5 separate regions of the Mus musculus genome follow, and all the other regions are linked to region 3. The links are chromatin contacts, called in public HiCAR-type and promoter capture Hi-C maps. All regions are on one chromosome and are shown on one strand. The core of a region is the stretch at or near the end of the contact, and the rest is flanking DNA. Distances in the headings are between cores, read along the strand shown. Region 1 holds the start of Tmem119 (transmembrane protein 119). Region 2 holds the start of Ulk1 (unc-51 like kinase 1). Region 3 holds the start of Crybb1 (crystallin, beta B1). Region 4 overlaps Cmklr1 (chemokine-like receptor 1). Region 5 overlaps Chek2 (checkpoint kinase 2).

Region 1 (2,831 bases), core at 174-2,673, 1.5 Mb before region 3:
TGGCGCACACAGCTCTAGAAGCCTGTGAGTTCCTAGAGGCAGGTCTGTGTCTGTGTCTTGACTGGCTGGGTCCTGCTCAGCTCTGTCTGATCTTCAGTGTCAGGGTGTGTCAGCCATTTACTGAAACAAACAAGTGAATGAGTGAGTGAATGAATGAATGAGTGGATGAGTGAGTGAGTGGATGAGTGAGTGAATTAATGAGTGAGTGGATGAGTGAGTGAATGAATGAATGAGTGAGTGAGTGAATGAGTGAGTGAATGAATGAGAGGACGAGTGAGTGGATGAGTGAGTGAGTGAATGAATGAGAGGATGAGTGAGTGAATGAATGAATGAGTGAGTGAATGAATGAGAGGATGAGTGAGTGAATGAATGAATGAGTGAATGAGTGAGTGAATGAATGAGTGGATGAGTGAGTGAGTAGATGAGTGAGTGGATGAGTAAATGAATGAATGAGTGGATGAGTGAGTGAGTGGATGAGTGAGTGAATGAATGAGTGAGTGGATGAGTGAGTGAATGAATGAATGAGTGGATGAGTGAGTGAGTGAATAAATAAGAGGACGAGTGAGTGAATGAATGAATGAGTGAGTGAATGAATGAGAGGATGAGTGAGTGAATGAATGAATGAGTGAGTGAATGAGTGAGTGGATGAATGAGTGAGTAGATGAGTGAGTGGATGAGTGAATGAATGAATGAGTGGATGAGTGAGTGAATGAATGAATGAGTGAGTGAATGACTGGATGAATGAGTGAGTGGATGAATGAATGAGTGAGTGCCAGGTCCCATGGATCAGTTACCTATGGTGCTTCAGGGTATTTGAACTCCCCACCCCCTCTCCACTTCTGTGGAATGGGCTCATAGCTTCTGCTCAAACTGCCCTACTAGGGCTTAGTGAGGTCTCAGAGTTCAGGATGTCAGTACCTCAGGGAGTACCCTGACCCCCTAAGAATGGAGAAACTGAGGCCAGGGGAGGAAGGGCCCGGGCAGTGCCTGATCTCAGCATCCCCAGGTTTCCCTGAGACACCCCCACTCCCACTCTGCACCCTAAGCTTGGAAATCCTGAGTCACAGCTGGATTGGGCCACGCCACGGAGATTTTTTCCTTCCCACTTCCAGGGGCCCCAGATCTTCCTGACCTCATCCTTCAGGGAGTGTGGGGGATGGGACGGACCTCAGCTCAGAGTTCTGGGAACGTTCTCCTGGAAGCCCCTCTGTCTGTCAGTCTGTCTGAGCCTGCCCAGGGGACCTGAGGTCAAGAAGAAGCAAGCTTGGAGTGTGAAGAGGGTGGGACTGTGGGTGGCCCGGCATAGTCCCGCCCCACACTGTCCCCACCCCAAGCCCTCTTAATGAAATCAAGCTGGCCCTCCAGCCCAGCAGGGAGGAGGAAAGGGGAGGGCCTGGAGGCCGAGGCGGGCAGGCACCAGCCAGAGCAGCTGGCGGCAGACGGCAGGCAGACAGTCAGACCGTCTAGCGGGCCTGGCTTGCCTACCTGGCAGCTGCACCCGGTCCTTCACCCAGAGCTGGTAAGTCTCTGCCTCCTGCTGCTGGGGACTCTTGGAGAACTCCGCAGAATCCCTAAGTGTGCGTGCAATCTGTGTGTGTGTTTGAGGCCGTGAGCACCCATGTGATTAGATATGTGATTAGATGTGTGAGCATGGATGAAGGCGGCACGCGTGTAGTTGGGATGTAGAGAGGGTGCCAGGGCGACGTTTCCAGGGCCAGTGTGCTGCTGGTGTAAACTTGTATTGTCCCGTGTGTTGCGGTAGGCTGTGTTTGGGATGTCTGATGCACCACTTGGAATACTTGTGTGTGTGTGTGTGTGTGTGTGTGTGTGTGTGTGAGCTTATGTGTAGACTCTGAGACCTCAGGCTCCTTCCAAGCCTCTTCTTGAGGGACCAGGACCCTGTCCTTGCAGGCAGGCCCTGAGGGAATAGGCTAGGCATACAATGTTTCAGCCACAGCCCCCCCCCCCCCAGTCTCCTAATTGAAGCCAGGTTTCTGTGGCCTGCCTCTCCATCACTGGCCATCCGTTTCTGAGTGAGGGCTGGTAGAACAGAGGCTCTGGGTTAGCTGTCTCAGGTCCTTGGGTACCCAGTCCTTCCTTCGGGGTGGATTCGCCTCATCTGCATATTCATGGACATCTCAATTTAAAACAGAAGCTCTTAAGACAGAGGGTCTAGCAGGGAGAGCATACTGGACAAGTGCATCCACTTGCTAACATTTATTACATGCTAGGCACTGCTGTGACCTGTCCCCATTGCGCAGATGTGGAAACTGGAGCTCAAAGGGTTGACATGCCCAACCCTTTGGGAGGGTATAGTCGAGCTGTTCTGAGCCACCTCTCCATCAGGGGCTCTCTCTGTTGGGCAGGCTGTTTACAGTCTGACTGAGTTCCCTCTGGTGCGAATCCTGAGTGCTTGTATAGGAGCAGGCAGGCAAAGGACGTCTGGCACATCAGCAATCATTTCAGACCTGTTCAGGTCAGTTCTTCTGTTCCCCAGAGGGGAAACTGAGGCTTGGAGAATTTAAGGGTCCCATGACCATCTCCATGCAGACCTGAGTCCTCTTGTTTAGTCACCTGCTACCTTTCTCTGGGAGCAAGGAGAGACTGGGGGGGGGGGTGAAGTTCTGAGAGTAGGGGGTCTTGTTCTTCAGAGACAGGAATGGTTTCTGCTTCTTCTTCTGCACCCCTTTGGCTGATTGCAAGTGCCACAGAGAGGTCAATGCTTTCTTGGATCCCCATTGCGGTCTACACGTGCGTGTTCATGCACACGTGTGTGCACGTGTATTCTGCTCTTTTGCTGGGGATGCGGAGCGGGGTGGGGGTGGGGGGGA
Region 2 (2,749 bases), core at 188-2,687, 1.4 Mb after region 3:
GCTCAAACATGCCCATGTCATCCTTCATATGGTGAGACTCAGAATGGGTATGTGCGACAACACACACACACACACACACACACACACACACACACACACACACAGAGCCTTTGATTTGGCATTGGGTCAACATGGCAATATACCCCTCCCCAAATGACAATGTTTGTATACATCAAGTGCTCCAACATGCCCATGCAGTTCCCATGTGACCAGACAGGCAAGAAAAACACCTGAGGCAAACCAAATGCCCATGCTATAAATAATCCCAGCATTTGCAGGAGAATCAGCAGCTCACGGCTATTCTATGTGATGAGCTCTGGGATAGCCTGGACTACAGGAAACCCTGCCTCAAACTTCCCCTCTAACAACAAAAGTTAAGTAAAATAATAAATGAAGGAAAACTGATGCCTTCGGTGAGATGGCTCCAAGGATAAAAGACCTTGTTGCCAAGTTTGACAACCTGAATTTAATGTTAAGAGTCACAAAGTAGACAGAAACATCTTTTACATTTTCCTCTGACCTTCACATGACCATGTTCTCAAGTCTCCGTCCCCACATACAGAATAAGCAAATGTAATAAAAGAGAGAAAATGGATGTGGTGGCACCTGCCTTTAATTCCAATACTCAGGAGGAAGAGGCTGAGGGATATCTGTGAGTTTGAGGTCAGCACGATCTACAAAGAGACAAAGCAAGTTCGAGACCAGTCGGGCCTACAATGTGAGAAGACTCAGTTAAAAAACTTTCAATCCCCAGTTCTCAGGAGGCAGAGGCAGGCAGATCTCTGAGTCTGAAGCCAGCCAGTTCTACTGAGTGAGTTCCAGGACAGGCAGGGATACACAAAGAAATCCTATCTCGACTTCTCCAAAAGAAAGCACAAACAAAACAAAACAAAACAAAACAAGTGGTAGGAAGTACGTAGGGCAGAGCTGGAGAGATGGCTCAGCTATTAAGAGCATCTACTGCTCTCCTGGTTTGGTTACCAGTTTCCACATGGCAGCTCATTACTGCCTGAAACTCCAATTCCAGGACCCGACACATACATGTTTAATATGAATGTTTCACGTGTTTATATACACATACACGGTGCATATAAACTCCTGTAGGCACACACATATACATATGAATAAAATAAGTAAATAAAAAAATGCCTAGGGCAGAGCGAGGAGCCACAACCAGAGATAGTTCTGACATTGACATGCCCAGTCTGCTCCGGCCCCGCCCATATCCTGCCTCCTCTCTCAAGTCCCGCCCAGTATAGGGCTGGGCCCATCGAGGCACCACCCAAACTAAGCCCCGCCCCGCCTTACCACCCACGAGGTGTCCTTCATTTCGGACCCGCCCATTGCCAGCTCCGCCGCCTAAGAGGTCTTGAGCTCCGCAGGCCCCGCCCATCGTCCCGCCTCCACGCAGTGCGGCTGCGCCGGCACCTCGGGCTCCGAGGCCCGGGTGCCGCGGATCTTTTGTTTCCCTGCGGGGCTCCGAGCCGCATCGTCAGTCAGGCCCGGACTTGGAGCTGGAGTGTGTCAGAGCTGAGTCCCGAGTCGGACCGGGTCCCGACTGTCAGCGCCGGGAGGGTACCGAGGAGGACGCCGAGGGAGCGCGCCCCTCCGTCCGCCGGCCTGTGGGACTGGGACCCGGCTCAGGCCTGCCCGATGGGGCACGGGGCCCTGGCGATGAGCCCGCGCCTCCGTCCCCGCGTACGCGGCCCGCCGGCCTCCGCCTGAGCCCAGCGCACCCCGTAGCGCCGCCCCGGGGCCCGAGCCCGGGCTCGCGCCCCCGGCCCGCGCGCGCTATGGAGCCGGGCCGCGGCGGCGTCGAGACCGTGGGCAAGTTCGAGTTCTCTCGCAAGGACCTGATTGGACACGGCGCCTTCGCGGTGGTCTTCAAGGGTCGACACCGCGAGGTGGGTGAGGCTCCCGCGGAGGCCTCGCAATCCCGGACTCCCAGCCCAAGGGACACCTTACCTCCGGTAATCCGTAGAGGGACCCAATTAAGGACCCCCCAGCCCGGGAAACCCACCTGCTACTCTAGCTCCAGAAAACTGGAGACGCCAGCCAGCACAGGATTCCCTACCTAGCCCCGAAGTCAGACCAGTTCTGAGAACCTAACCTGGGACTCCATCCTGGGACTTAAATTCCAGGCCGGCTGACAGACACTCACTATCTGTCTGCCTCTGGCAGCCTCCCATTCCAAGACCCTTGGGACAGCCACCCTAAGCCATCTCTGTGTTCCCTGCTTGGTGGGGAGCAGGAGGGGGGGTTGTTTTCAACCCTGAAGGTTCACGTTTGGCTTTTCAGAAGCACGACCTGGAGGTGGCCGTCAAATGCATTAACAAGAAGAACCTTGCCAAGTCCCAAACACTGCTGGGAAAGGAAATCAAAATCCTGAAGGTGAGCCAGCGCCTCGGGGGAGGGGGAGAGGGTGGGTCAGCTCTTTTCTTGCTCATGAGAAACTTGGATTTGTGTCCTAGGAACTAAAGCACGAAAACATCGTGGCGCTGTATGACTTCCAGGTAAGGCTCAGCGTTGGGCTTGGGGGAGGGGTAAATCTATTCTTGCCCTTGTCCCATCCACTGTTGCTTCAGGACCTAGGTTGCCTGGGGCTGGAGCCCCCCTGAGGGCAGATGATGGCTTTAGATTAGTATTTGGTTTAGGTGAAAGGAGCTGGGTTCTGAATGCCTTGTCTCACGCTTGTCCTACTGTGAGGCCACTTAGGGCCAGGGAGACCTCATCTCTGGTCCAAGTTTTT
Region 3 (2,841 bases), core at 71-2,570:
GCTTCCAAGCTGCCCCCTACCCATGTGCTTCTCAGCCATGTCTATGGACTCCCCCACAGCCATCAGCTCTTCCTGGGAGACAGGGCTGAAGCTCTGGGTTCCACCCTGCTCTAGGACAGCCAGTCTCTTCCTGGATGCTGTCCCTTCCCTGCACTGCCTCCTGCCCTCTAGCCTCACACCCTGTTCCTCCCTTCCTGTGCTCTCGTGCTTGGTTAGTTCACCACCACATGTGTGTATAGCATGGCTTTGCTCACCAGTGATGGTTCCCCCTCGGCACCATTGGGCACAGTACTGAACGCCTCACATCTTGACCTTAATGGTGGGACTAGCTGGGATTGGGATATCCCTCTAGAGTCTAGCTGGAGGGAAGGTGCCCTGCAGCCCCACACAGCAGTCAGCTCCCATCTGAGGCAGCAGATGGACAGGCACCTGGGTTACTAGATGTAGCCTTGTAAGCTCGCCTGTCTGCCTCCTTAGCACTTGTCTCCATGCCAGGTGCACAGGAGCTTCTCAGGCAACATCTGTTCAGAGAGCGAATGCCAGTGTGTGCGTGTCCTGAACCTCTCCCAGCCCTCCGCCCCTGGCGTCCTCCGAGGGCAGATGTGGGTGTGCAAAATAGCAGCCTGGCACTCGGGGTTGGAAGGCACAAGGAGAGGGAGTAGGGTGTTTCCATTGCTCCACGCCGGAGCTGTGCCTGTGGGCGTTGGGTGGAGAGGACTCTGGTCAGCTCCAATGCTACCTCAAGGAGCACAGACTTCTGGGTATGGGTCATGCCTGACTGCACTGTCTCCTGGAGGAAATCCACCAAGACTGTGCTGATAATTTACAAGCTACTGGAACTCTTGGGGCCCAGAGCAAGTTCCCTGGGTCCAGGTGGGTTCCCAACATCCTCTCTCTAGCTGGGATGAGCACACTCCTCCCAGGCTTCCTCAGGAAGACTGGATGCTCGGCTACCCACACATCTGGACCACATCTGGGGGTTTCAGCCACCCTCAACCTGTCTCTATTCTGGGAAACTCTTCCCAGAGGCTGTGCTCCTTTCCCAGCCATGTGTCCGTCTCCCTCCCTCTCTTGGTGAGGACCATTGCTTTCCTCTCTACCTCCCTGTAGCCCAGGCTAGCCTCCAACTCTCAGCAATCTTCCTGCCCCAGTCTCCAGAGTGCTAACTAGACAAGTATGCACCAGCAACCTTTCTGGGTTTGGCTTTCAGCCTGGCTCTGTCTTCGTCAGCTGCCCCACCTCTGTTTCTGTCCTCCTCTCAGTTCTCTGGTGGTGTGGCAGTCCCCTCTTACCTGTATTGGTGGACAGGCGGGTGCTGTGAGTGCCTCAGGGCCAACCCCCCATTTTATAGCCTGGCAGACATCAGGGTCTATAGTGTAGCACAAAGAGGCAGCTGGGTCAGCAAACCTGGATGGGGCCCATGGCCGGCTCTGCCCCATTACTGCCCAGGCTAGCATTTTCTATTGTTGGCCTGGAACACAGAGAAACCCTGGCCCTAACCCTGCTCTGACTGCTCTCTCTATTTCCCTGGCTGGAGACAGGCCCAGGGCCTTGCTGGCTGCCAGCCTAGACTAGGGAAGGGGGATGGGGGAGGAGGTGACCTGGGATAGAAACCGGCCTCAGTCAGGCTGCTTCACCCACCGTATGGCTTCTCTACCTCTAGGGGGTCTCAGTTTACAGGTACAGTTGACAATTCTCCCTGTGGATGCTGCCCAGAACTGAAGACAACATTGAACATGTTTTATAAGGGCAAGAAACGGGTTTTCAGTCCACAGGCCCGGTCCTGAGTGCTTCTGTGTGTTTGCAGCCTCTGGGGCTTTGCAGCACACCTGCCCTATCCAGATCCTTGCTGCACCCATTTCTTGGATGAGGAAGGCTGGGTGCAGAGGCCAGTACTGACCATGGCAAGCAGGAAGGCTCTGGCTATCCAGCCTTGGCCCTGACTGAGGCTTGCCTGAATTCCCTGTTCTAGGGTGGTGGGGTAGGGCTGGGTCTCAGGCTCAAGGGCTTAGCATTCAAGGCTTGGGTCCTTCTTAACTGCCCATCAGCTCCCACTGTCTGACAGCAGGGGATGCTGCCCAGGGTCAGGAACACGGAGACTCTGGGCAGCCTCACATCCCACTGTACCTGACCGGGCCAAGGGCCAGCATTTCACCCAGGACCTGGACCCTGGCAGGTTCCTGATAGTCTACTGGAGAGGGTAGGGACATCTGAGATGCAAAGGGAGGGGGTGATAGAGAGAAAGGTTTTTCAGAAGATGAAGGGAGGAGTCGATAAACGGACAGGGAGGAGAGAGCCCAGGGCAAAGGAGAAAACAGAACAGCCAGGACCGCCAAGCATCTTAGTGGACAAGTGAACGCCAGATGACCCACCATTTCCCCAGAGAAACTGAAACCCACACAGAACAGGAAGCTTCAACCTTGTTCCACAGTGTGAACCCCAAGTGGAGTGGAGCTGGAATCTGGCCAGGCCAGGCCACCTGCATTCTGTGTCGCCAACCCCAGTAGGAGTGCAGCCATCTGAGAAACCCTTCTCTGGGGAACCCAGGACCCCCTGTGGGGCCTATCTCTACTTTGTGGTCACCCTGGCCTAGGACCAGTGATGGCCCTGTCCCTCTACCCATGAGCCCTCTCCCTGCTGGCCTCCTCTGTGCCTTTCATCCTGGGCCAAGGCCTTGAAGGGCAAGCTGGGAACCACAGGAGAGGCCAACCACTGGGACTCAGGCCAAGGTGCCTGCGGTGGGGGCCACCCACAGATCTTGCCTCAAGGGCAGGCATCTGGGGCAGTTTTGTCCCCCGTCGTACCCCGACCCTCCTAGCGATGGGCAGCTTGCCAAAGGTT
Region 4 (2,700 bases), core at 7-2,506, 1.4 Mb before region 3:
CCTTAGTCCCTCTCCCTCTACCATCTCTCTTCTTTCCTCTGAGTTTTCTCCATTACTTCTTCTGCCCCTCCACCTTTCTGTCCCTACCATGGTGTTGCCTGTCCACCCCTTTCCCCAGACCTGTTTTAGCTCCCTGGTGCCTCCTCCTGACTATGGTCTCCAGGTCCACCAGGCCCCACAGGGCAGTCTGAAACACAGAGGACTGGAGCCAAGGGTGGGCCAACCTTGAGAACAGTGGTCAGTGCAGGCACCTGGCCCAGGTGTGTGTGTGTGGGGGGGTACACTTTTGGCTCTGCAAACATCTGTCCTGAGAACCATGATGCTTTAGAGATGAGGGGCCGTGTTTTACTGTTGCACTGGGCCTGTCCACATCTCAGCTGGCTGTGTAGAGTTTGTGACCTTTCTAGAGGAAGTTCACCCCACTTGAGACAGATGAGAGCCAGAAGTGGCTATGATTCGGAAGGGTGGGGATTTGGTGGCACCTGCAAGCCTGGTCACAAGAGTCAGAGAGGTCATCTGCTCTCCTGTGATCCATGGTCAGGTCATTACAATTAGAACATACAGGCAAGTGGGAGTTATTTCTGTACAGAGCATCCATGAGGGTCCCGGGCATCTCCTGACCAGTGTGTGTCTGCCTCGGTGAGCAGCTGTCTGAGACTTAGTTTCCTTATCTTTCAAGTGTGGATCACAGCAAGGCCAGGTTCCTCGATTATCACTGGAACATCAGGACGAGAACTTGGCTGGAGACTGAGGCTAGAGACCCAACCTGGGCACTGTGGGAAGGAAGGATGGATACAGTGTGGGCACAGGGATAACAGGTGTAACTCGGGACTATCTGTGGCAAGCAGGGATGCTACATGGAGCCCCAAGCCTTGTTGAGTTTGTATGGTAAACCTTATCAATAAACAAGGAGTGTAGGGATCACAGGGTTGGTCCAGGCCTGTTCCACACCGGAGCAGGGACTCAGTAGTGTCCCTTGGGAATAGTTTAGATATTTCTTTTGGTTTTCAGCCACATATATCCCCCTCCCCCCGCCGGACTGAACAGCTAACCCTCCCTGGTACACCCAGAGGACATGCTTGGCTGAGCTGCTGTTTGGAACCCTGTTACCAACTCCGCATGGCCAGTCTCTCCTGAGATACCCCAGGCTGGGTGTGGCTAGGTCCCCAGGGACCCTGTCTCTGTAGCCCAGCAGGAATCCGCCTCACTGTGGTTTGGACTGTTCAGAGCCAGGATCATGTGACCTGGAAGCTGGCACCTCCTCGCCTGCCAGGAGCCTGGGAGCAGTTCCGGCATCGTCTGGTCTGGTCTGTTTCCTTCTCAGCCAGCCCTTGGCTCGAGGTCTGTTCCTTCCAGGTCCCTTCCTCCTTTCACTCTTACTTGTAATTTATGTTCCTCCGATACAAACTTTTCCTTTGACCTCCCAGCTGCTTCTGGACCAAAGCAGTGCTCAAGCAAACAGATGAATGGATAAACCCATCACACCCACCGGGCAACTCACCCCGCATCCTGAAGGCTCAGGGTGGGGCAGCTGGCTGGGAGTTAGGAAGGATGCTGAGAAAGCACCGGCTGAGGTCAAAGGGGGAAGCGGGCACTACAGGGGCAGGGAGGTGACCGTGCATTCCTGGTGGCTCCAGGGGCCTGAACCAGGCCACTCAAGTTCAGTTAGTAAATGGAGAAGAACTCCCCGTGACACAGGAGTCTTACTAGAAGTTCTGCTGACTGGGGACTGTTCACCCAGCCTGAAGTACCTCTCTGCAAACTACAGGCCAACGGACGTGTGTGTTGCACTGACCTGTTACAAAGGTGGGGTGACCTGCAGGGACATTCCTCGTTCACACACTGAATCCTGTGCCCTAAGATAACCTTCAGTTCTTGCAAGGGACAGGCGATGTAATGCTCTGTGTGTGTGAGGTTCATGAGGTCCTAAGTACACCCAATCTGCAGATGTGGGCCTGGGGTCCTATGACACAGAATGACAGTAACTGAAAGTCAGGTTACAGCTAGATAAGGTTTTGAGCTCTCTCTCTCTGTCTCTCTCTTTCTCTCTCTGTCTCTCTCTCTTTCTCTCTTTCTCTCTTTCTCTGTGTGTATGTACTCTCTTTTGAAACATGATCCTTCCCCAGAAGGCAAGGGTATTACAGATTACAGGCTTAGACTTCCAAGTTTAGTTTATGAGGTGTTGCAGATAGGATCCCGAGATTCGTGCATAGCTGGCAAGCACTCTGACAGCCGAACAGCACCCACCAGCCCTGGGTCAGATTTACTGCCATTAAATGAGGCTAAAGCTCTCGACACTGAGCCTGGTGACCCCCTTCTTCCCCAACATGAGTTGGCAGGCTTTCACCCCAAAGCTCTCTGACAATGACCTGACTTTTCTTTGGTCCTCAGCCAGCATCTTGTCCCCTGTTTGGCGGCAAGGCAGGGCAAAGGGGCCACTTCCTTGGCCAGACCCCTCCCAGGTCAAAGTGTGGGCTTTGCCTTGGAAGAGGTAGCAGTGTCGATGGAGTGGACAGTGGCGGGGCAGACTGACCCCACCCCTCCTCCCCAGAGCCTGGGAACAGGGTGGGACCTCACACTCCCCCATCCTGGCAGCATCTATGGCCCATTCATCACTGCCTGAGCCAAGGCCGTGGACTTCTCATGGGCTAGACCGTAGCTGGGTGCCTGGGGCAGGTCAGGGTCCTGGTCCTCTCGAGT
Region 5 (2,700 bases), core at 108-2,607, 1.4 Mb after region 3:
GTGGCTGACTCCTCACAGAGAACTCACACAAGAAACACACCATCATACAGAGTCAGTAAGGAATAATTCGTGTCTGCATAGGAGCCCCGCCTAGGCATGACAGCAGGTTTTCCCAGACTTCCTCCTCATTTGTCAAAACAGGAACCTGACAAGAGGAAAAGCAGCAGGAGCTGGGTGCTCGGGTGGCGGGTGGCGGGTGGCAGGTGGGATATTTTCTCAGCAGACCTGCAATCTGAAGTTCAATCCCAGCATAGGAGCAAAGCCCTTTTTCTCAACAGGACACAAGATGAGAGACCCAAAAAGCTGTTTTGTAATTCCAGCACTTGGGAAGGCAAGGAAGGAAAAGCAAGAATTCAAGGCCAGCCTCAGCTATAAAGCAAGTTCAAGGCTAGCCTGGGCAACAAGAGACCCTGTCTCAATAACAAAGAAGGCGAGGAAGGAAGCCTAATTATACTTCCAGATACCTGATTCCTGCGGCTCCAGCACTAGGGCCATGGAGAATGGAACCTGTATGATAAGATCCTCTCACAGTATAAGACTTTGAAGCATGGATGATATGTTTACTATCTGTGCAGGGCACCCAGTGCTGTGGGTAGGTTAAAACAGGGTTAGATTCTCTAGACTTAGCATTACGATTTTCTACTTAGCATACTTGTGTTTAAAGCTGACAGCCAAGCTCAGTGGCAGGTAAGAAACAGACCTCAGAGAATCTAGCAGGAATACAGAAGCCAGCATGGAGGACTGATCACAGGAGACTCAAAGAAAGAACCTATAATTCTTTCAGGTTTGAGATTGTAAGAGGTGAGACTCCATTGCCGTGTTCTTCATGGGTCCCTGTAACTTTCGCTTTGTACATCCATCTTCCTGCATCAGCGAGCACCCACAGCTTCCCGGCATGGACTTGGAAACACTGCCGAGTGCTGGTGAGAGACTTCCACCTTAATAAGGCTCGAAATGACCAATAAAACATTTAGGGGGATGGTACGTAAGTGCAATGTATGCGGTGTTCTTTGTCTAATTATGTCTGTCTGTCTGTCTACCTGCCTGCCTGCCTGTATCTGTGCATGCCATGGAGTATGTGTGGAGGTCAAAGAACTTGTGGGAACTGGATCTCTCCTTCTTCCATGTGAGTCTTAGCAATCAAACTCAGATGGCCAGGCTTCTCAGCAAGCTCCTTCACCCTCCGAGTCATTCTGCCAACAGTAATGTGGTTTTTGTAAAGAACAAAAAACAAAAAAAAACTGGCCATAGCGGGCTGCAGCAGGAAGATTGCTTGAGCCAGGAATCGGGGCCTAGCCTGGCCAATTCAGCCAGTTCCTGTCGAAAAGAAGAAAAACAAACTCCACTCAAGAGGCGGAGACAGAAGGGTCACGTGAGTCCAGTATTCCCAGACTTGCCAGGGTAACAAGACAGGGGCTGTCTCCTAACAACAAAAAAGAAAGAAAAGGAAGAAGGGGGATTGAGGAGGGGGTGAAAAGGCAGAAGGGAAACGGAAGCAAAGAGAGAGGGAAGGAAAGGAGGGGGAAGAGAAGAAGCTGCTACGTGTGAGGTCGGGAACAGGCAAGCAGGAAGGATGGCCGCTGGAGTGCGGAGAGTTAGCGAGAGGGTCCACCGAGCTGTAAACAGGCTGTGGAGACATTGTATCAAACACAGAAATCTAGAATAAATAAACTTTCTAGCTCTTAGAGGAAAGTGAGGAGGTGGAAGAGAGAAAAGAAAATCTTCTAACTGGAGGCTAAAAGAGAAGAGGATTCTTAGTTACTCTGGCAAGAAGTAACTCCAGCACCTACTAAGCGTGCATTATGGGTTCTCATAAACTAATGAAGAGACTGAGAGAACCAGGAAAGAGAAGCCGGTGTCAGACCCTTGTGCTACAGCCCTGTGACTGCCACAGATATCGAGTCTTCCTTACAAAGTAGGTGAGGACCACTTATCTCCAACAAGGCTCCCCACGCCTACGAATCAGATGCAACAATGGGCTTCTTATCTGTCAGATACCACTTACTCCAAAGAAAAGGTATTTAAAAGGACCCAGATTTCAAATATAACTAACTTCACAAGACTTTCATTTCTTTTGCAAATATAACTAACCTTTATAAGGTTTTTCTCAAGATCTCAATAAAAATACCGAGTAATAGATCATGAAGTCATGAAGCCTTTTACACAGGATTGAATTCTTAAAACTTTGAAGTAAAACTCGTCAGAGGTGAATAAGAGCCAGGTCCACGTGTCTTCTCACAAACATACAAAGGAGCCCAAATTAGCCTCCTATAGCAACACTTCGTATACTTCCTATATTTTGAGACAAGTTACGACGAGTGACAATGATACTTACATGATTTAGTTTCTTCAAAATTTCTATTTCAGTTTCCACACTGGGAGCTGTGTCCTTAAATAAACAAGGATAGCATTAGAGTACAACAGTAATAATAAAAATACAGTTAAACTTCATTTAGAATGGCTGAGTTACAAACCAGGCTCTGCTCAGACAGCAGACGCTAGACTACATATTTATGTAAAATAGACTTCAGCTAAGAAACCCAGATTTTAAATCTTTTATTTTTTATTTTTATTTTTTAAGATTTATTTATTTATTTATTGTGTGTACACTGTCGTTATCCTCAGACACAGCAGAAGAGGGCATTGGATTCCCATGACAGATGGCTGTGAGCCACCATGTGGTTGCTGGGAATTAAACTC

What was found. Promoter capture Hi-C pulls out the DNA fragments that hold promoters and counts their contacts. HiCAR-type assays count read pairs that join an accessible place to other places.
Region 1: a contact with region 3 is called in a promoter capture Hi-C map of 3T3-L1-derived adipocytes, with 3 times the contacts expected there. The contact joins the promoter of Tmem119 here to the promoter of Crybb1 in region 3. A contact is called at or near these places in 5 of 39 promoter capture datasets (the 3T3-L1 cell line, 3T3-L1-derived adipocytes, the C10 cell line and 2 more).
Region 2: a promoter capture Hi-C map of the SN4741 cell line shows a contact between it and region 3, with 2.6 times the contacts expected there. The contact joins the promoter of Ulk1 here to the promoter of Crybb1 in region 3. A contact is called at or near these places in 3 of 39 promoter capture datasets (the SN4741 cell line, hippocampal neurons and maxillary cranial neural crest).
Region 4: a contact with region 3 is called in a promoter capture Hi-C map of liver, with 2.2 times the contacts expected there. The contact joins the enhancer-like site here to the promoter of Crybb1 in region 3. A contact is called at or near these places in 2 of 39 promoter capture datasets (the 3T3-L1 cell line and liver).
Region 5: a HiCAR-type map of astrocytes shows a contact between it and region 3, with 4 times the contacts expected there. The contact joins the enhancer-like site here to the promoter of Crybb1 in region 3. A contact is called at or near these places in 5 of 39 promoter capture datasets (the 3T3-L1 cell line, the SN4741 cell line, hippocampal neurons and 2 more), 1 of 115 datasets of contacts at active chromatin or transcription factors (astrocytes) and 2 of 9 other capture datasets (adipose tissue and liver).

What each region holds. Positions count from the first base shown.
Region 1 is chr5:113,798,988-113,801,818 of GRCm38.p6, reverse strand. Tmem119 (transmembrane protein 119) reads left to right here and starts at 1,423. Exons shown (of 2, transcript NM_146162.3): 1 at 1,423-1,519. Gm42004 (a long non-coding RNA gene) reads right to left here and starts at 1,253. Exons shown (of 5, transcript XR_878692.2): 1 at 1,168-1,253.
Region 2 is chr5:110,808,769-110,811,517 of GRCm38.p6, reverse strand. It overlaps Ulk1 (unc-51 like kinase 1), which reads left to right and starts at 1,437. Exons shown (of 28, transcript NM_009469.3): 1 at 1,437-1,904; 2 at 2,299-2,391; 3 at 2,472-2,513. The coding sequence starts at 1,794.
Region 3 is chr5:112,254,299-112,257,139 of GRCm38.p6, reverse strand. It overlaps Crybb1 (crystallin, beta B1), which reads right to left and starts at 1,320. Exons shown (of 6, transcript NM_023695.3): 1 at 1,293-1,320. It also overlaps a transcript of Cryba4 not described here.
Region 4 is chr5:113,633,022-113,635,721 of GRCm38.p6, reverse strand. The region is part of intron 1 of Cmklr1 (chemokine-like receptor 1); the gene reads left to right. Among named protein-coding and RNA genes, the nearest start is that of Gm15736, 9.8 kb to the left of the region's middle. Within about 2 kb of position 1,256, at least 74 of the 459 cell types and tissues checked have an H3K27ac peak or open chromatin away from gene starts, as enhancers often do.
Region 5 is chr5:110,858,063-110,860,762 of GRCm38.p6, reverse strand. Chek2 (checkpoint kinase 2) reads right to left here. Exons shown (of 15, transcript NM_016681.4): 7 at 2,336-2,389. Among named protein-coding and RNA genes, the nearest start is that of Chek2, 19 kb to the right of the region's middle. Within about 2 kb of position 1,357, at least 89 of the 459 cell types and tissues checked have an H3K27ac peak or open chromatin away from gene starts, as enhancers often do. A contact at or near this core is called in adipose tissue, astrocytes and liver, where this site is marked.